Regions from separate parts of the Macaca mulatta genome. Here region 2 is linked to region 1. The links are chromatin contacts, called in public Hi-C maps. All regions are on one chromosome and are shown on one strand. Each heading gives the region's core, a stretch centred on a gene start, on an enhancer-like site or on the middle of the called end of the contact. The rest is flanking DNA. Distances are from core to core; before and after follow the strand shown.

Region 1 (5,403 bases), core at 1,519-4,018:
AGCCTCCTAGTAGCTGGGATTACAGGCACCCACCACCATGCCCGGCTAATTTTTTTGAATTTTTAGTAGAGACGGGGTTTTACCATGTTGGCCAGCATGGTCTCAAACCCCTGACCTCAAATGATTCACCTGCCTCTGCCTCCCAAAGTGCTGGGATTACAGGTGTGAACCACCATGCCCGGCCACTTCGAGACGTAAGAATTAACAAGGGGTCAGAGAGGATAAAGGTAGGGGAGAAAGGGACCTCTTGGAATGACAGACCTGCATGGCGTGCTCCTCACAGAGGCTGAGAACTGAAGGCCACATGCAGGATGAGGGGTAGGGGGTATCAGAAAGATGCTGTGGTTTTCAGACCCCTCAATATCCTGGCCATCCTTGGGACAGGAAGGAGGTTGCTATGCCAGCTCTGAAACCTCAGTCCCAAAGAAATCTGCGAGGCCTGAGGGAGATTGCGGGGTAGGCAGCTTCGGGTGAATGTATCCCAAGCGTGAAGGTCCTAGATACAGAAACCCTGAGGTTCAGGGCCTAGAGCAAAGAAGTTAGAGGTCACAGTGCCCTTAGGCAAAATGAAAGCAAAGAAACAGATGACTGGCTGATGCTAGAGCTGGCGAACTCTGAGATCTGATATTCCAACTGTCCAGTGGCTAGAACCTACACTGTCCATGTGAGAGCCTACACTGGAATACAGCCTCCGACTCTCCATACAAGGCTCTATTTTGGACCTTGGTTAGCCTTGGTTGGCTTGGGTACCCCTCTCCTGTGGTAGCACAGCATGCAGCGCCTCTTGCCCTGCCCAGTGCGGGCTTTGCTTTAAAAATTCTCATCTCAGGATGAATTTCTTTACTGGGTTACTCCAGTGTGAGTAGTTCTTTGTCAAACACCTCCTCTGTCCCTGCCTTCAGTTGGGGGCCATCTTTTTTGCAGGGAGGTGCAGGGTCTTGCTCTGTCATCCAGGCTACAGTTCAGTGGTGTGATCAGAGCTCACTGCAGCCTCAAACTCCTAGGCTCAAGCAATCGTCCCACCCCGGCCTCCCAAGTAGCTAGGGGTACATGTGCTCCCCACCACTCCTGGCTAATTTTTAAAATTTTTATTTTATTTATTTATTTTGTAGAGATGGGGTCTTACTATGTTGCCCAGGCTGGTCTCAAACTCCTGGCTTCAAGTGATTCTCACCTTGACCTCCCAAAGCATATGGGGATTACAGGCGTGAGCCGCTGGCCTTGGGAGTCATCTTAATGCTCGACTCCATCTACCCCGAAACACAGCCCCTTCTGTGAAAGCACTGGCAAGTAAGGAAGATTTTCAGAAAGTCTCAGAGGGACAGCAGAGACGGTGACAGTCAAACACTTCACAATAACTTTTTTTAAAATGCCTTTTACAGAGGTCCTCTCCCAGCTCTGGTCCCTTCTTTGCTGCCCCCAAACTTCAATGACCTCTCTCCTCTCCCCTTCTCGGGGTCTCATTCTCACTCACACTACCCTGCTCAGTCACAAATGATTCTCCTTGGCAGCTTAGACTTCTTTTCCTTTCATTTTGCACCGAAATCCCTTATATTCATATAAATATTTATCAATCTTATTTTACCTAGGCTCTCTTTTCTTTTTGAGACAGGATTTTGCTCTGACCCACATTGGAGTGCAGTGGTACAAAAAGGCTTACTGCAGCCTCCCCAACCTCCTGGGCTTAAGTAATCCTCCTGCCTCAGCCTCCCAAGTAGCTGGGACTACAGGTGCATGCCACCACACCCAAATAATTTTTTTTTTTTGAGACGCAGTTTCCCTTGTGTTGCCCAGGCTGGAGTGCAATGGCGTGATTTGGGCTCACTGCAACCTCTGCCTCCCAGGTTCAAGTGATTCTCCTGCCTCAGCCTCCCAAGTAGCCGGGATTACAGGCACCTGCCACCACACCCAGCTAATTTTGTACCTTTAGTAGAGATGGGGTTTCTCCATGTTGGTCAGGCTGGCCTCCAACTCCCAGCCTCAGGTGATCTGCCCACCTCGGCCTCCCAGAGTGTTGGGATTACAGGCGTGAGCCACCATGTCCGGCCTCCTTTTTATAAATAGAAAAATCTCACCGAGCTGCCCTGATTTTAACATGCCCCCCACTGACAATCCCTCTAGGTACCTGAGTTCTGAGTTCTAGGCCTGGCTCGGCCTCAGGCTCATTCTGAGACCTACGAACATTCCCGCTTCTCTGGCCTCACTTTTTCTTACTTACGATGGAGCGTTAGGAGTCAAGGACCTGAAGATGCCAGGCGGGACAGCCGGGAAATGGAACACGCCCCTTGCCAGTGGCACTCGGAGGGTGAAAGAGTCAGTGTCGGGCTCAACATGAGGAGCCTCTTTCTGCCCCCAGCCCAGCAACCCATTTGAACAGATCTGGCATCCGGGAGAATTCTCGAATGAAGGGGAAGAGAGGAAGGGAAGAGCTGGGAAATACGCAAAGCGCCTTTTCCTCCACTTTCGGAGATGGTACGTGCGCGCTTCCACGCAGTGGCGGCTGCTGCGGCGGGCACGTCCCCTACGGGACCCACGCGGGGAGCGGACTGGCAGCGCGCGCGTGGCGGCGGGGAGTGGGTCGTGCAAGCGACTGCGGGGTGGGAGTGGGGGCGCACGCGCGGGCGTGGGCGAACGGGCCCTGGCCGTGCACACACACGGCGGGGGCAGGGGACAGATGCCGCAGTGCGTGCGCCGGAGCCCAAGTGCACAAACGCAAAGAGCCGGCGCGGTGCGCAGGGGCGGGCGCCCAGCGGGCTTGGCATGCGCGCCCCCGCCCGGGGCTATAAAAGCATCGCCACCTGCTGCCACTAGCCAAGCCGCGCGTCCAGTTGCTTGGAGAAGCCCATTCACAGCCTCCAGCTGCTGCTCGCTTCGACATGGACCCCGAGACCTGCCCCTGCCCTTCTGGTGAGCCCCCGCCGCCGCTCCCATCCTGCGGCACTGTGCGCCCTTGTACCTGCAAAAAAAACCCACGCCCCGCGCCTTCGCTCAAGGACACTTGGGGGAAGGGCTCCTGATTCCCTATTCTTCACCTCCTGAAAGGTGGGCATGCCTGTGTCGCGGAGAACAGGGAGACTTGGTGCCCCATCTCCTCGTGACAGGCGTGGGGACCCGAGTTTGTCCACATTAACCCTTCCTGTGGCGTCGCCCTCTCTAGGTGGCTCCTGCACCTGCGCGGACTCCTGCAAGTGCGAGGGTTGCAAATGCACCTCCTGCAAGAAGAGTGAGTGCGGGGACCCTTCCCCTCTGCCGCTGCCCCCTCTGCTCTGCGGAGTTGGTGTCTCACCACGCAGGATACGCAGGATACGCAGGATACGGAGAGACCGCCAGGCCCCAATCCCGTGGTTTCTGACTCTTGCTGGAACAGAACCACCCGGGAAGACATTAAAATACAGATGCCCTTGCCCCACACCCAGGAATTGATGGCCTAGGCATGGAACGAGAGGTTTTTGTAAATCCCCGGAAGACTCCAATGGCAGCTGGGATTGAGGACTGCTACACTGGTCCAGTCTTTCCCGCCCCACCCCTCAAAACCCCCAAAACCTGGGGAAGCCATTAGGGAGGCTGGGGCTCAGCTCTGGAGTTCCGGTCCCTTGGCCTCTCTCAGGCCTTACAGATCCTCTCAGTTTGATCTCAGAATCTCCCCAGCTCACAGCAGTGTAATATGCATAGAGACTAAGAGGTGGGAGGAAGGCTCCCTTCTTCCCTAGGTATAAGACCAGGCACAGGTCCCCACCCCCTCCCCACGGCTTTCCTGGGCCCCCTACATCTGCGTCATATCTGCCCCTCCCAAGTTTATCCTTCAAGGCCCCTTTCAAGGTCGTTTACCCTGTGATGCTTTCTCCTTAAGGCCTAGTACCCACCTAACCTGAGCTTAAGCCCACCAGCCCCCAGGACTTCCTGGCATCCACCCAAGGGGCTCTGGTCTATTTCTTGGGTACCTCTCTCCTGTGGTGGTGCAGGATGCCACTGCCGCGACTTAGATGCTGAGTCAGAGCAGGTGCGAGACTAAGAAGGGGGCTGTGACCAGCCCTGGCTGAATGAACGAGGATGACTCCCCACCCAGCACCCTTCCCTCCCCTTTGATGGGGACGGATTTCGGGAGTGTGCATCAGACTGGTCATCTTCCATTTTATCTGCAGGCTGCTGCTCCTGCTGCCCTGCGGAGTGTGAGAAGTGTGCCAAGGACTGTGTGTGCAAAGGCGGAGAGGGGGCCGAGGCAGAGGCAGAGAAGTGCAGCTGCTGCGAGTGAGGAAGCACCCCTCCATGTGGAGCACGTGGAGATAGTGCCAGGTGGCTCAGTGCCACCTATGCCTGTGGTGAGGTGTGGCTGGTGTCCCCTTCTCCTGTTGACCTTAGGGGAGTGGCAATAAATCCCATGAACAGCATGAGCCAAGGACTGGTCTCTTCTTAAAGGGGGGAAGGATGCGGAGCAGTGGGGGGGTCTGCTCCAAGGGAGCCACCCAGTTGAGTGAAACCCTGGCTGGGCGCGGTGGCTCACGCTTGTAATCCCAGCACTTTGGGAGGCTGAGGCGGGTGGATCACCTGAGGTCAGGAGTTCAAGGCCAGCCTGGCCAACATGGTGAAACCCTGTCTCTACTACAAATACAAAAATTAGCCGGACTTGGTGGCAGGTGCCTGTAATCCCAGCTACTCGGGAGGCTGAAGCAAAAGAATCACTTGAACCCAAGAGGTGGAGGTTGCAGTGAGCTGAGATCACTACACTGCACTCCAGCCTGGGCGACAGAGCAGGACTCTGTCTCAAAAAAAAAAAAGAAAAAAAAAAAAAGAAAGAAACACTTGAGACTTGGCCACTGGTCTGTTTGGGGCTGGGGTGGAGCCTGGGGGACAGAATGCGTTCTCCTCCACCTTCAGATGGCACCCCACCCTCCTGCTAAGTCAAGTTCAAGTCTAGGGAAACAGGAGAGACCAGGCTCATCTAGGTTTGGCCCTCTCCAACCTCCTAACCTCACTTTCTTCATCTGTAGAATAGAGTTAGGGGGAGTTAAGGCCAGCCCCTAGCCTGTGGGGCCTGTGAATTTGGGGATTTTCTAGTTGCTTCTGCAAAGCTGTCTGTTTTCAGATTTATCAGAGGAATGTCCAGGAGGCCCAGGGGCTTGTCTTGGCTGACGGTCAGCTGCATTCCCAAGGTCACCACCCTGAGTAGCCTGTTTCCCCAAAGCACATTGTTCGGTTCCCTTTCACATTTTCTCATTTGGCAGTTTGTCTCCAGCCCCTCCTGTCTTCAAGGGTAATAAGAGCTTTTATCCACAGTGGTTGTGATCCAGTCCTTGGTGAAAGAGAACACTCAGGTTTACCTGGGTGAGCTAAGAAGGGAGAAACAAATTCTGGGAGACAAAATTTCCCAGTAAGAGGATACAATGCTCTGAACACATCACTTTT
Region 2 (5,403 bases), core at 1,875-4,374, 140 kb after region 1:
CATCACGCAGGCTGCACACTCCACAGATCAATCAGGAGTCCCACCCTCCTGGTTGGGGCTGCAGCCACCCAAATTGTGGCTGCAGATCCAAGCCACCTTGTGTTCTTGGGGGGCCAGGAGCAGGCAGGAGTTCTGCCCCCCTGGATGGGGCTGCAGCCACCCAAGTTGTGGCTGCAGACTCAGGCATCCCTGCACTCCTGGGGGACCAAGAAGGCCTCCCCATGACCTTACAGGCTCAGAAGTGTCTGCTCCCACTGCCTGGCTGCAGTGAGTCATGATTATTGCCACTGTACTCCAGCCTGGTGACAGAGGGAGTACAAAATACAAAGCAAAACAAAATATAAAAACAAAAACAAAAATATCCCAAAACACCCAAAAAAGCCAGAAAACCTAGAGCGATTCTCTTTAAAGTCAGGAATGAGACAAAGATGCCCACTGTCACCTCCTATCCACATTCTGTTGGAGGTCCCAGCCAGAGGAATAAAAAAAGAAAAAGAAATTAGAAACATAAAGATTGGAAAGAGAGGAATAAAATGTCATTATTTGCAGGTAATGCATTCATTTACATAGAAAAACAAAAGAATATACATTTAACTTGTTAGGAATAATAGGAGCGTTTAGTAAAGTGACTGCGTATCTCCAAGAGTCATTTGTATTTCTATATACCAGGAGCAAACGACTAAGAAGTGCAATTAAAGAGTAAATACCATGTACAGCATTATCAGAAAATACCAACTGCCCAGGAATAAATCTAACAAATAATGTTCAAAATTGTTATAGGGAAAATTATAGAACTTTATTAAGAGATATTAAGACTTTCTAAACAAAAGGAAAGATAAACAGAGGCTCTGAAACCAGCCAGTACTGGCTCATGGGAGTCAATTGTTAAATTTTCACAAATTTTGCAAACCACTTTCAAACCCAACATTTACTAAAAATTATATAAACTTACAATTACATAGGTTATATTAAAAATAAAGGGAATAGGCCAGTGCGGTGGCTCACTCCTGTAATCTCAGCACTTTGGGAGGCTGAGGCAGGCAGATCATGAGGTCAGAAGTTCGAGACCAGCCTGGCCAACATGGTGAGACCCCCCCCCATCTCTACTAAAGATACAAAAGAAATTAGCCAGGCGTGGTGGTGCTTGCCTGTAATCTCAGCTACTCGGGAGGCTGAGGCAGGAGAATTGTTTGAACCCCGGAAGGCGGAGGTTGCAGTGAGCCGAGATCATGCCACTGTACTCCAGCCTGGGCGACGGAGCAAGATTCCATCTTGGAAAAAAACAAAATAAATAAAATAAAATAAAGGGAATAAATATTCAAAACTCATCAGTTCTTAATTGCTACATTATATTTTATTATTATGCAGGCCAGAAGTCTGCATAACATTTCTGTAAAGGGCCAGGGGTAATTATTTTAGGCCTTGTGGGCCATATACAATATGTGTTGCATATTTTCTTTTTTCTTTACCTCCTCTTTCTCTTCCTCCCCCTCCTCCTCCTCCTCCTCCTCCTCCTCCTCCTTCTCCTTCTCTTAAAAAAAAAAAAAATTTGAAAATGTGAAACCATTCTTAGACCACTCAAATCTTACAATTTTTTAGGACAAGCCAGAAATCCAGATTTTATGTAAAATATCCAAGTTTTAAAAAGATTGTGTGGATCCCTGAAAATATTATGCCACCTAAAATTAGCCAGACATAAAAGGACAAATATTTTATGATTCCACTTACATGAGGTGCCTAGGGGAGGCAAATTCATGGAGATAGAAAACAGAATAGAGGTTACAAGGGACTAGTGGGAAAGGGAATGGGGAGTTATGTTTAATGGTATAGAGTTTCTGCTTGAGATGATGCAAATGTTCTGGAAGTGGATGGTGGTGATGGTTACACAACATTGTAAATGTACTTAATGCCACTGAGTTATAGACCTAAAAATGGTTACAATGGTAAATTCTATGCTATGCATATTTTACTGCAGTAAAAAAATTGCATTAAAAGAAGAGTCAGTTCTAGGAGCTTAAACTAAAAAAAAAAAAAAAAGAAGAAGAAGAAGATAAGACAAAAGAGGCTCACCTCAATCTCAACACTTTGGGAGGCCAAGGTGGGAGGATTGCTTGAGCTCAGGAGTTTGAGACCAGCCTGCGCAACAGAGTGAGACCCCATCTCTTAAAAAAAAAAAAAAAAAAAAAAAGTTAGCTGGTCATGGTGCCTGCACCTGGAGTCCCTGCTACTTGGAGGCCAAGGCCCAGGACTGCTTGAGTCTGCAAGGTTAAGACTGTAGGGGCCTGTGATTGTGCCATTGCACTCCAGCCTGGGCTAAAGAGTGAGACCCTGTCTCAGTAAGTAAATAAAATAAAGTAAAAGAAAAGAAAAGAAAGAAAAAGATGGTGTAGACCAAAGAGGGCCAGGTTTGGACAATTTGCAGCTTCTGGTTGGAACATCCCTGTCTGAAATACTAATTCTCATCTATTTCCTCTCCACCCAGCAAAATTCTGCTGATCCTTCAAGGACTGGCCCAAACGTCATCCCTTTTTATTCCCCACAGCTGAAGGTCTGGCAAGAGTAGGCCCACTTTTTTTTTTTTTTAAATTTAGATAGAGTCTCACTCCGTCACCCAGGCTCTGGAGCGCAGTGGCATAATCTTGGCTCACTGCAACCTCGGCCTCCTGGGTTCAAGTGATTCTCCTGCCTCAGCCTCCTGAGTAGCTGGGATTACAGGAGCCCACCACCACGCCCAGCTCATTTTTGTATTTTTAGTAGACACAAGGTTTTATCACATTGGCCAGGCTGGTCTCAAACTCCTGAGCTCAGGCGATCCACTTACCTGGGCCTCCCAAAGCGCTGGGATTACAGGTGTGAGCCACTGCGCCTGGCCTGTGGGCCCACTTTTATACATGGCAGCAACAAGCTGAGCTAAGTGGTGGTTCTTTTAGAGCCGCGTTCTCTAACTTGCCCCAATCCTCACCACTCCCCATTCCATCTCCTACCTGCCTGCTTCATCTCTTCATGTTACCTCCCTGGCCCTGTAGGCATCTGAAATTTCAATTCCTGCAGACTGTCAGTTCCTTGAGGACAGCGATAATATCTTCCCAGACATTATGGGTGATTCCCCCTGCTACATCCTAGACCAGGGGCTGGGCTACAGAGAGAAGAGACACAGGAAGCTCAGGTTTCACATCATGAGAGCAGGACTTTGTTGGTTTAGCCCAGGTTGTCTCAGCCTTGTCATACAGGTTCAGATCATCCTTTGCTGTAGGCCTTCCTGTGCATTGTAGGATGTCTAGCATTATCCTTGGCCTCAACCTACTAGATGCCAATAGTATTATATACCCCTACTTGTGACAACTAAAATATTCCTAGATTATGCCAAATGCTCCTGGGAAGCAAAATAACACCAGTGCCAGTTGAGAACTGGTTTAATTCATTGATCAGTTTATCAAGTAAGTACTTTCTTAAAATTAAGATCCTAGATAAAGGCAGGGGGATTCTAGGCAGGTTGAAAGCTGGGTATGTTAAAAAAAAAAAAATCAGCAACACAATTCAGCTATGATTACCAAGAATTTAAGTGCTCCCCTGCCCACTGTCACAGATTCCCCGCCCTTCTGTTCACTTGGCAAAGCCTAGAGTATGTTTTCAAAAGGCACTGACTGCTTACTGGACGTTTGCTGTCCCCTGGTGGTCATTTCTCTTTATTGCAAGCTGATGGAAATCCCAGTTCAGTGTCACTAGTCAACCCAACCAGCACATCAAAAGGTCAAGCCGATGGTGAAACCCTGTCTCTACTAAAAATAGAAAAATTAGCTGGGCGTGGTGGCACATGCCTGTAATTTCAGCTACTTGGGAGGCCGAGGCACGAGAATCGCTTCAACCTGGTAGGTCGAGGCTGCAGTGAGCCGAGATTGCGCCGCTGCGTTCCAGCCTGGGTGACAATGTCAGACCCTGTCTCCAAAAAAAAAAAAAAAAGGTTAAGACTGACTGTCAGACTTGCTTTCCTTAGATTCCAGAAAGAAGCCCTGGGGCTCACAGCTCAGATCATGTGAGAGGTGCACACACAGGCCCTTGAGAAAATAGTCTGGAGTTAGCAAGAGCTGAAATAAGCAGTGACCTGCCCACTTTCCTTGGGCCTACCCTAGTTTGAATGTTTAGGACACCCACTCTGCCCCTACCTTTCCCTACTGCTAAAGGTTCTACTTGAAATGCATTTATAATTTATGATCCAATGCATCTGAATTCTTTCTGTAAGTATATTTTTGAGAATTTTGTATACTTGGAGATAATTAGACACACTCAGGGTGCCATAAGAGAGGAACATCTTATACATCAAAGCAGTGTTTTCCAAATTTGTCTGATCATTAGAAATAGACAGATTAATGCATGGAACCTTCCAGCACATTGTTAGGAGCAAGGCCCTCTGGGAATCCTGTGTCGTGGGGTGTCAGAGCTGTTGCTAGAGTGACTCAGTGAGCTGGGTGACCTTGAGGGTGAGGAGTCTTCCTGACCCTCAGTTTCCAGGCTTGAGCCACCTCCCTGTCCATCCAGGCCCAGATAAAATGGTTATCTGAGGTTTAGACTTGGGCAGAAGTCAAGTTCTTTGGCTGTTTTTAAATTGAACAATACAGATGCTCCTTCACTTAAGGGGGCAGGAGGGTGCTGCATCCTGATAAGCCCATCATAAGCTGAAAATATTTTAAGTTGAAAATGCATTTAATACTCCTAACCTACTGAACATCATAGCTTAGCCTAGCCCACCTTAAACATGCTCAGAGCACTCACATTACCCTACAATTGGGCAAAATCATTGAACACAAAACCTATTTTATAAGAAGGTGTCACACATCTCATGTCGTTTATTGAATACTGCACCGTAAGTGAAAAGGTGAATGGCTGTATGGGTATTTGAAGCACAGTTTCTACTGAATGTGTTTGCACCATTGTAAAGTCAAGAAATCCGAAGGTGAACCATTGTAAATTGGATATTAAATAGCAATAACAATGAAGTTTCAATGGGCTAGGAGATACTTCAGGCGATTGCAGCCAGAACTGTGATGTATTTTCAACACAGCCACGGGATTCATCCTGGTAGAACAGGTCACTCCTCTATTCCAAACCCTTCCATGGCTCGCCATTTCTCTTGGAGCACAAGCTGAAGTCCTTATGTTGGCCCAAAAGGCCCTTCAGGACTCTCTCCCACCACCCACATTTGCCTCTTCCTTTTCCCCAAGATCACCAAGAATTCTTGCCTCAAGGCCTTTGCACCTGCTGCCTGGGGGCCTGGGATGCTCTGCCAGCTGGCTCCCTCCCTCCCTCACCTCTCTCAAGTCTTCACTCAGCTCCCTACCCCTCGGAAACCCATCTCACTCCTCTTCTAGCTTTATTTTTTTCCCTGAGCTTCTGTCATTATCTAAC

Evidence for each region. A called contact is a pair of places that touch in the nucleus more often than the background predicts.
Region 2: a Hi-C map of sperm shows a contact between it and region 1, with 2.7 times the contacts expected there. The contact joins the enhancer-like site here to the promoter of MT3 in region 1. A contact is called at or near these places in 2 of 14 Hi-C or Micro-C datasets (fetal cortical plate and sperm).

The regions. Positions count from the first base shown.
Region 1 is chr20:52,155,905-52,161,307 of T2T-MMU8v2.0, forward strand. It overlaps MT3 (metallothionein 3), which reads left to right and starts at 2,769. Exons shown (of 3, transcript NM_001266138.1): 1 at 2,769-2,907; 2 at 3,158-3,223; 3 at 4,143-4,306. The coding sequence starts at 2,877. The coding sequence ends at 4,252.
Region 2 is chr20:52,299,812-52,305,214 of T2T-MMU8v2.0, forward strand. No RefSeq gene overlaps it. Among named protein-coding and RNA genes, the nearest start is that of MT1X, 15 kb to the left of the region's middle. Within about 2 kb of position 3,125, at least 3 of the 40 cell types and tissues checked have an H3K27ac peak or open chromatin away from gene starts, as enhancers often do.